Regions from separate parts of the Pan troglodytes genome. Here region 2 is linked to region 1. The links are chromatin contacts, called in public capture Hi-C maps. All regions are on one chromosome and are shown on one strand. Each heading gives the region's core, a stretch centred on a gene start, on an enhancer-like site or on the middle of the called end of the contact. The rest is flanking DNA. Distances are from core to core; before and after follow the strand shown. Region 1 has its middle 69 kb from the start of SESN3. Region 2 has its middle 93 kb from the start of FAM76B.

The links. Capture Hi-C pulls out chosen DNA fragments and counts their contacts.
Region 2: a capture Hi-C map of stem cell-derived neural stem cells shows a contact between it and region 1, with 9 times the contacts expected there. The contact joins two enhancer-like sites. A contact is called at or near these places in 6 of 7 Hi-C or Micro-C datasets (blood, induced pluripotent stem cells, a lymphoblastoid cell line and 2 more) and 1 of 1 other capture datasets (stem cell-derived neural stem cells).

The regions. Positions count from the first base shown.
Region 1 is chr9:97,274,016-97,276,955 of NHGRI_mPanTro3-v2.0_pri, reverse strand. No RefSeq gene overlaps it. Among named protein-coding and RNA genes, the nearest start is that of SESN3, 69 kb to the left of the region's middle. Within about 2 kb of position 1,640, at least 1 of the 24 cell types and tissues checked has an H3K27ac peak or open chromatin away from gene starts, as enhancers often do. A contact at or near this core is called in stem cell-derived neural stem cells, where this site is marked.
Region 2 is chr9:97,800,627-97,803,510 of NHGRI_mPanTro3-v2.0_pri, reverse strand. No RefSeq gene overlaps it. Among named protein-coding and RNA genes, the nearest start is that of FAM76B, 93 kb to the left of the region's middle. Within about 2 kb of position 1,385, at least 6 of the 24 cell types and tissues checked have an H3K27ac peak or open chromatin away from gene starts, as enhancers often do. A contact at or near this core is called in stem cell-derived neural stem cells, where this site is marked.

The DNA of each region.
Region 1 (2,940 bases), core at 391-2,890:
GACCTGCACTTAGGAGTTCGAGACCAGCCTGGGCAACATAGTGAGACCCTGTCTCTCAAAAAAAAAAAAATCTTTTTTTCAATAATATGCAACGCCAGGGGAGACAAAGGACAGGGTACGTTGGGCCAAACTCAGCTAACAAGCCAGTCCTTCTACAAGTTCTCCCCCAATTCAAAATCAGGCTTTTGACACTAGTTTCCCCATGAATTTATTAACAACTTTGAGCCATTTTTTAAAGTAAAATAATACTTCATGTTTATGTGTGTACTTTGTCCTTTCACGTATACAATTTCATGTAATCTTCACAACTTTGTGAAGAACAAATCCTCACAATAATTTTGCAATGACGATATCTTCATTTTATAGATGAGGAAATTAAGTCACAGAAAGCTTTACTAGTGTAAGAAAGTTGGTACAGTTTTTAGAATTGGCACAGTGGAGATTCAAATTCTGGTCTTTCTGACATTTTTTCTACTGAACTTCACTACCTTAATTCAGCTTAAGTTTCTTGTTGAATGATATAAATGACCATGCTATCTGCATGACATTTTGCTGAAAAGTAAATGGATGATCCATGATTCAGACAAGGTTAGATAACTTTCCTTTCTGGCTTACTTGCAACAATTTTACTTTTAAAGAATAGATTTTTTTCCCTCTGGTCCTAAATGAACTTTTGATTCAAAAGATGGTCCCTGAGGGGAAGGTTCACAGACCAGGAGATAAAAATCAGCACCTGTGAATTTAAAGGCTAAAAATTCTAAGAGAACAATGGGCCTAATCCTAAAGAAGACTCAGGAAAACTTAAAACTGTGTTGCATTTCTATTTTAGGAACATTCTACTGTATGGTAAGAATTATGAATTCAAGTCATACTTTTTAATACATGTAACTTTCTAACATAGGCTTCTCTTTCTGTGGATTTAGATGAACATCTCAGAAAATGTCTCTTCTCCCATAATCTCATGTACTTGACATGTTTCAAAACACAAATGAGCCCAAAACCTTCCCATAAAAAACTCTTTAAAAGGAATTTGAGGCAAGAATTTTTTTTTTTTTTAGATGGAGAATTGCTCTGTCGCCCAGACTGGAGTGCAGTAGCCCGATCTTGGCTCACTATGACCTCCACCTTGCGGGTTCAAGTGATTCTCCCACCTCAGCCTCCCAAGTAGCTGGGACTATAGGCACTGCCACCACACCCAGCTAATTTTTGTATTTTTAGTAGAGACAGGGTTTGGCCATGTTGGCCAGGCTGGTCTCGAACTTCTGACCCCAAGTGATTCGCTCGCCTTGGCCTCCCAAAGTGCTGGGATTACAGGCATAAGCCACTGCACCAAGCCTTGGCAAGAATTCTTAATACTCTTTCCTACACAGGAATGCTCCTAAAATAAACAAACAAATCCGTCATCTTCACATCTAGGTGAAATTCAGGAAAACTCTCCTGGTTACAGTACTTTTCAGCACACGTTGACTCTCTCCTTTACTTGCTAAGAGGCACGTAGTGCACACCTCTTGTACACCCCTTCACAGTCACCTTGCCCATTTCTAACTTCAGTGCTGGTGTGGTGGCAACCAGTTCTCTGCAAACTTTTGCCCAATTTTCACAGATACTGCTCTCGTGGTCCTGGACTGCTTACTTCTGGCCTCCTGCCTCGGAGCTTCCCTGAGTGCTTTTGGTAGGATGCCAGAGGGTACTGCCTTTCTGCTAAGTATGCACAACCAAAAGTGCAAGAAGTTAACTCTGGCTAACCCATAACCGGTGCTTCCTTTCATTGCCCAAGCCACAGTTTTGAAACTTAGAGGATTTGGTGGGATTGAGCACCAGTCCAACTCTATCAGTTGTCCCTCCTTTCCTATTTCACCCCACCTGTCCCTCACTCCTGCCCACCTCCTTCAACCCAGTGGCAAATAAACCTTGGTCTCAGGCTTTATTTCCAGGGGGAAGCCAGGCTAAGACAAGGAAGTACACACAGGGTAGGGGTTTAGAAATTAGTTCCTAAAATAAATTCAAATCTCAACTCCAGTATTGCTAATTGTCTGCCTTTGAACAAGTTACTTAATCGTGTGGTTCCTCAGTTTCCTCATCTGTAAAATGCAGAGAAAAGCAATAAGAAGGAAGACATAACCCTTGTCCTTAAGAAGAGGGAAGTGCAGGGAGCAAAACAGTAACACAGGCATTGGTTGGGCATTAAACAGTATAGAAAATAAGAAGATAATGGCTTGTACATGGGGTCATAAAAAAGCCATCATTTATCAAGGACCTTGTAAATGTTAGAACTTTTAATACAGTATTTTTATTATAATCATCCTGGAGGTGGATATTTTCCCCATCTTAGAGAGTTAAGAAAAATAAGCTTAGCAAAATTAAGCACCATGTCTGAGTCTAACAGTAAGTGAATGGTAGAACTGTTCTCAGATTTGTCTGAATTTACTTGCTATTTTTCCCCTCTCTTTGCAACATAAGGAGGAAACAAGCACACTTTTGTTTGGGATTATCAGTGAAGGGTTTTTTAAGCAGAAGGCCATATTTAAGCAGACACCATAGGATTGTTAAGATTTGGATTTGCAGAGACTGAGGAACATCATGTTGAAGGTAAAAGAGACAGAGGAAACAAAAATCCAGAGTGTGATGTTCAGGCCATATGTGTGGGACTTCACGTTACAAGATGAATTTGGAGAGTATAGTTTGGTCAAACAGTGCAGTGTCTAAAGGTTATAGGATAAGCTATTTGTACTTCTTCACTTAGAAAAGGAAGTGAAAGCCAGATTGAGGCAGATTTAAAAAGGAGCCATTTTCAATGAGTTTTTAGCACAATGATGTGTCCCACTTTGAAACAACAGCAGTCAGAGACTGTCTAGAATTTCAGGGCAGCATAAAAACAGGATCTTCAAGGTAACCATAAGGCATTCTTTGAGTATGTGGGAATTTTCTGAATATCTCGAA
Region 2 (2,884 bases), core at 136-2,635, 530 kb before region 1:
TCAGAGAAAGAGCCTAAGATGTATGCAAAAATCATGGAGAGAGAAAAAAATAATGAAGAAAAGGAAGAATGACCTAGTCTTGTCCTTTTACATGTATAGAGAGCATTTCCACTTCTACATTTCATCATTATGTGAAATTCAACATGTCTTAAACCAAACTCTCTTTTCTCCCTCAAAGCAGCTCTCCTGATTAGCGTCCCCATTTCAGGTTTATTCTCATAGCTTCCTAAGCTCAAAACCCCTGAGTCATTTATTACTGCTGCCTCTTCCACGCACTCATACCCAATCAGTAATCAAGTTCGTTGTTTCTGCCTTCAAAATAATTTTCATATTTTTCCCCTTCAGTTGCCATGGATACCGTAAAATTTCCCTTTTTGCTTCATGCCTGGACAACTGTGGTAACTTCCCGAGTCTCTCGGCTCCAATCTGCCTTGCAGACAGCTGCTGCTGGAATAATTTCTTTTGCCATGTCATACCCCTGCCCAGAACCCTGCAGTGGCTCCTCACTGTTCTTACTTAAAACCCAAATCCTTTAAAGAAATTTGCATGGCCTTCTATAATCTGACCATATTTAAAGAATCCCTGCTAATTTACACGATGACTTTGTGCAAAATTGAGAAGTCACTCCCTCTGGGCATAGGAAGCCTTGCGATTTAAGGCTCAGCTAAAGAATCAAGCCTTTTTGCATTCTAAAAGGTGGTCTCATCCTTAGGGTGTACCCTGTCCTGCTGTAGAGTACACAGGGCCCTTAGAGAGCAGGGCAAAGGCTGTTTTTCAGCCTCCAACCACTCAGAGGTCCTAGGAGTAACCCTCACGGCCATAGGCAGGCCCTGCAGCCTTCCTGTTCAACCTGATTTCTTTTTGCATGGAAGCTCAATCCTTCTCTCGGACAACTTTGCTTTCCCTGAACAAGCTGTACTTAAGTTTACCAGAGTCCCTTGACTCATGTTTTTTGCATTTCTTGAAATACACTTCTGTTTCTTCATAGCTGGATAATTCTTGCTTGCCCTTCAAAGTTCACCTCCAATGTTACTCCTGTGGGAAGCCTTTTCTAACTCCATCGTCTGAAAAAAAAATGACCTTCTTAGTTCCTATAGCAGTGTGCATACTCAGTTGTAGTACAGAGGAGTCAAATTTGATAACCTACGATGCAGATGGGCCAGAGTATGTACTTTTCAAATTTTGGGTGGCTGATTTTATGTGGCTCTGGATTTTAAGGTAACTCTGTGTGTTTTGGATAAATAATCTGACACTTCAAATGTTCTAACTGCCCTCTCTAGGGAGTAGATAGAGTCTGGAAGCAAGGGAAGGTTTGCGTGAATTAATGGTATCCAGGAAGCAGGGGAGAGGTGGGCAATTTATGTGCTGTCCTTCTTTGCTTGCTTCTGGGGCTCTAGTTAAGCTCATCCCACCTGGTCTTTGGGAGTCAGCCTCTATTCACATTAAAGCTGCTACTGAGCAGCGTATGGCTGTTGTAACTCCACTCAGATTGTATTCTTCCAGGATGGGTGAGGCATGATGATGGCTCTTGTGATATGATTACACACACACACACACACACACACACACACAGGTTTTCATCTACAGTTCCTAGCTCAGAAACCTCATAATCTTTGTTATATTCTTTTTTCACAATGTTGGGGTACTGTAGGCCTTAGGAACAGGCCTCAGAAAATGGAATCTCTCTCTCTGACCTTCTCCTGCCTTCTTTTCACCTGCCCAAGGCAGGACTCTCATCTGATTGTGGGTCATAAGAACCTCATTCCAGAGTGGGTTCTACCCCATACTCCGCAGGAAGGAATGCTGCACAGAGAGATCCAGAAAACCCTGAGCAGGCAGGCCTTGCTGGGTTTATTCAGGTCATATCCTTTCTGTACAGTCACATTGCGACACAGTTGTCCATGCTTCCAGACCTTCCCTATGTATCTCTTCATTTGGCTGTTTATTTGTATTCTTTAAAATATCCTTCATAACATACCAGTAAATATGTTTCTGTAAGTTCTATGAGCTGCTCTAATAAATAAATCAAACCCAAAGATAGGGTCATGGGAACCCCAACTTGAAGCTGATCGGTCAGGAGTTCTGGAGGCCTGGACTTGAGGCTGGTGGGAGAAGGGGGCAGACTTGTAGGACTGAGCCCTTCATATGTGATATCTGTTGCTGTTTCTGGGTACATAATGTTAGAACTGATTGGAGGACACCCGGGGAAAAACCCCCACACTTTGGTCACAGAAGTCTTCTTCTATGTTGATGATTGTTGTTGTGGTATGAGGGCAGAGGAAAACATGGTTTGCGTGTTGCTCTGAAACAGTTTCCAAAGTGTTTGGCCATCACCTCTTGTTGATCAGGCCCCAGGCTGGCTCTCGCGGTGCTTCAGATTCCCAGGGACTCCATTCCATCCCCAGCTTGGCCCATTGTTGCCTTGAGTAAGTTCACCAGCCAGCACTCATGGTCCACATTCCCGGAGGCATTCAGGAGCTTCTGGACTCCTTCCACATCATATGAGCACCGTGGGAGTCAGTTGTCCCATAGCAGGCCTGTCTCTGTGGACACTTCCCTTTGTTGTTCTACCACTCCAAGGCCAGCTTGGATAGCCTAGGAAAGCAGGGCACTAGCATGGAAAAAATGCTTGTGGGTTCTGTCTCAATGTGCCTGGAGTTTTGTGGCAATTTCTGCTGCTGCAAAACCCTCCAGTCTCTATATACCTGGCCCCTGTGCTGGGGATAAACTCAGGGACTCATGATCATCTTCTCCCTTGTCTAGTCTTCTGTAGCTCTCCCTGTCTGATTTCTATCCCTCAAGTCAGAGGTCCTTTCCACTTTATTTTTACTCCTTGGATAGATGGCAACTTCCCTTAAATCATAATCCTTAAATTTCTCTAAAG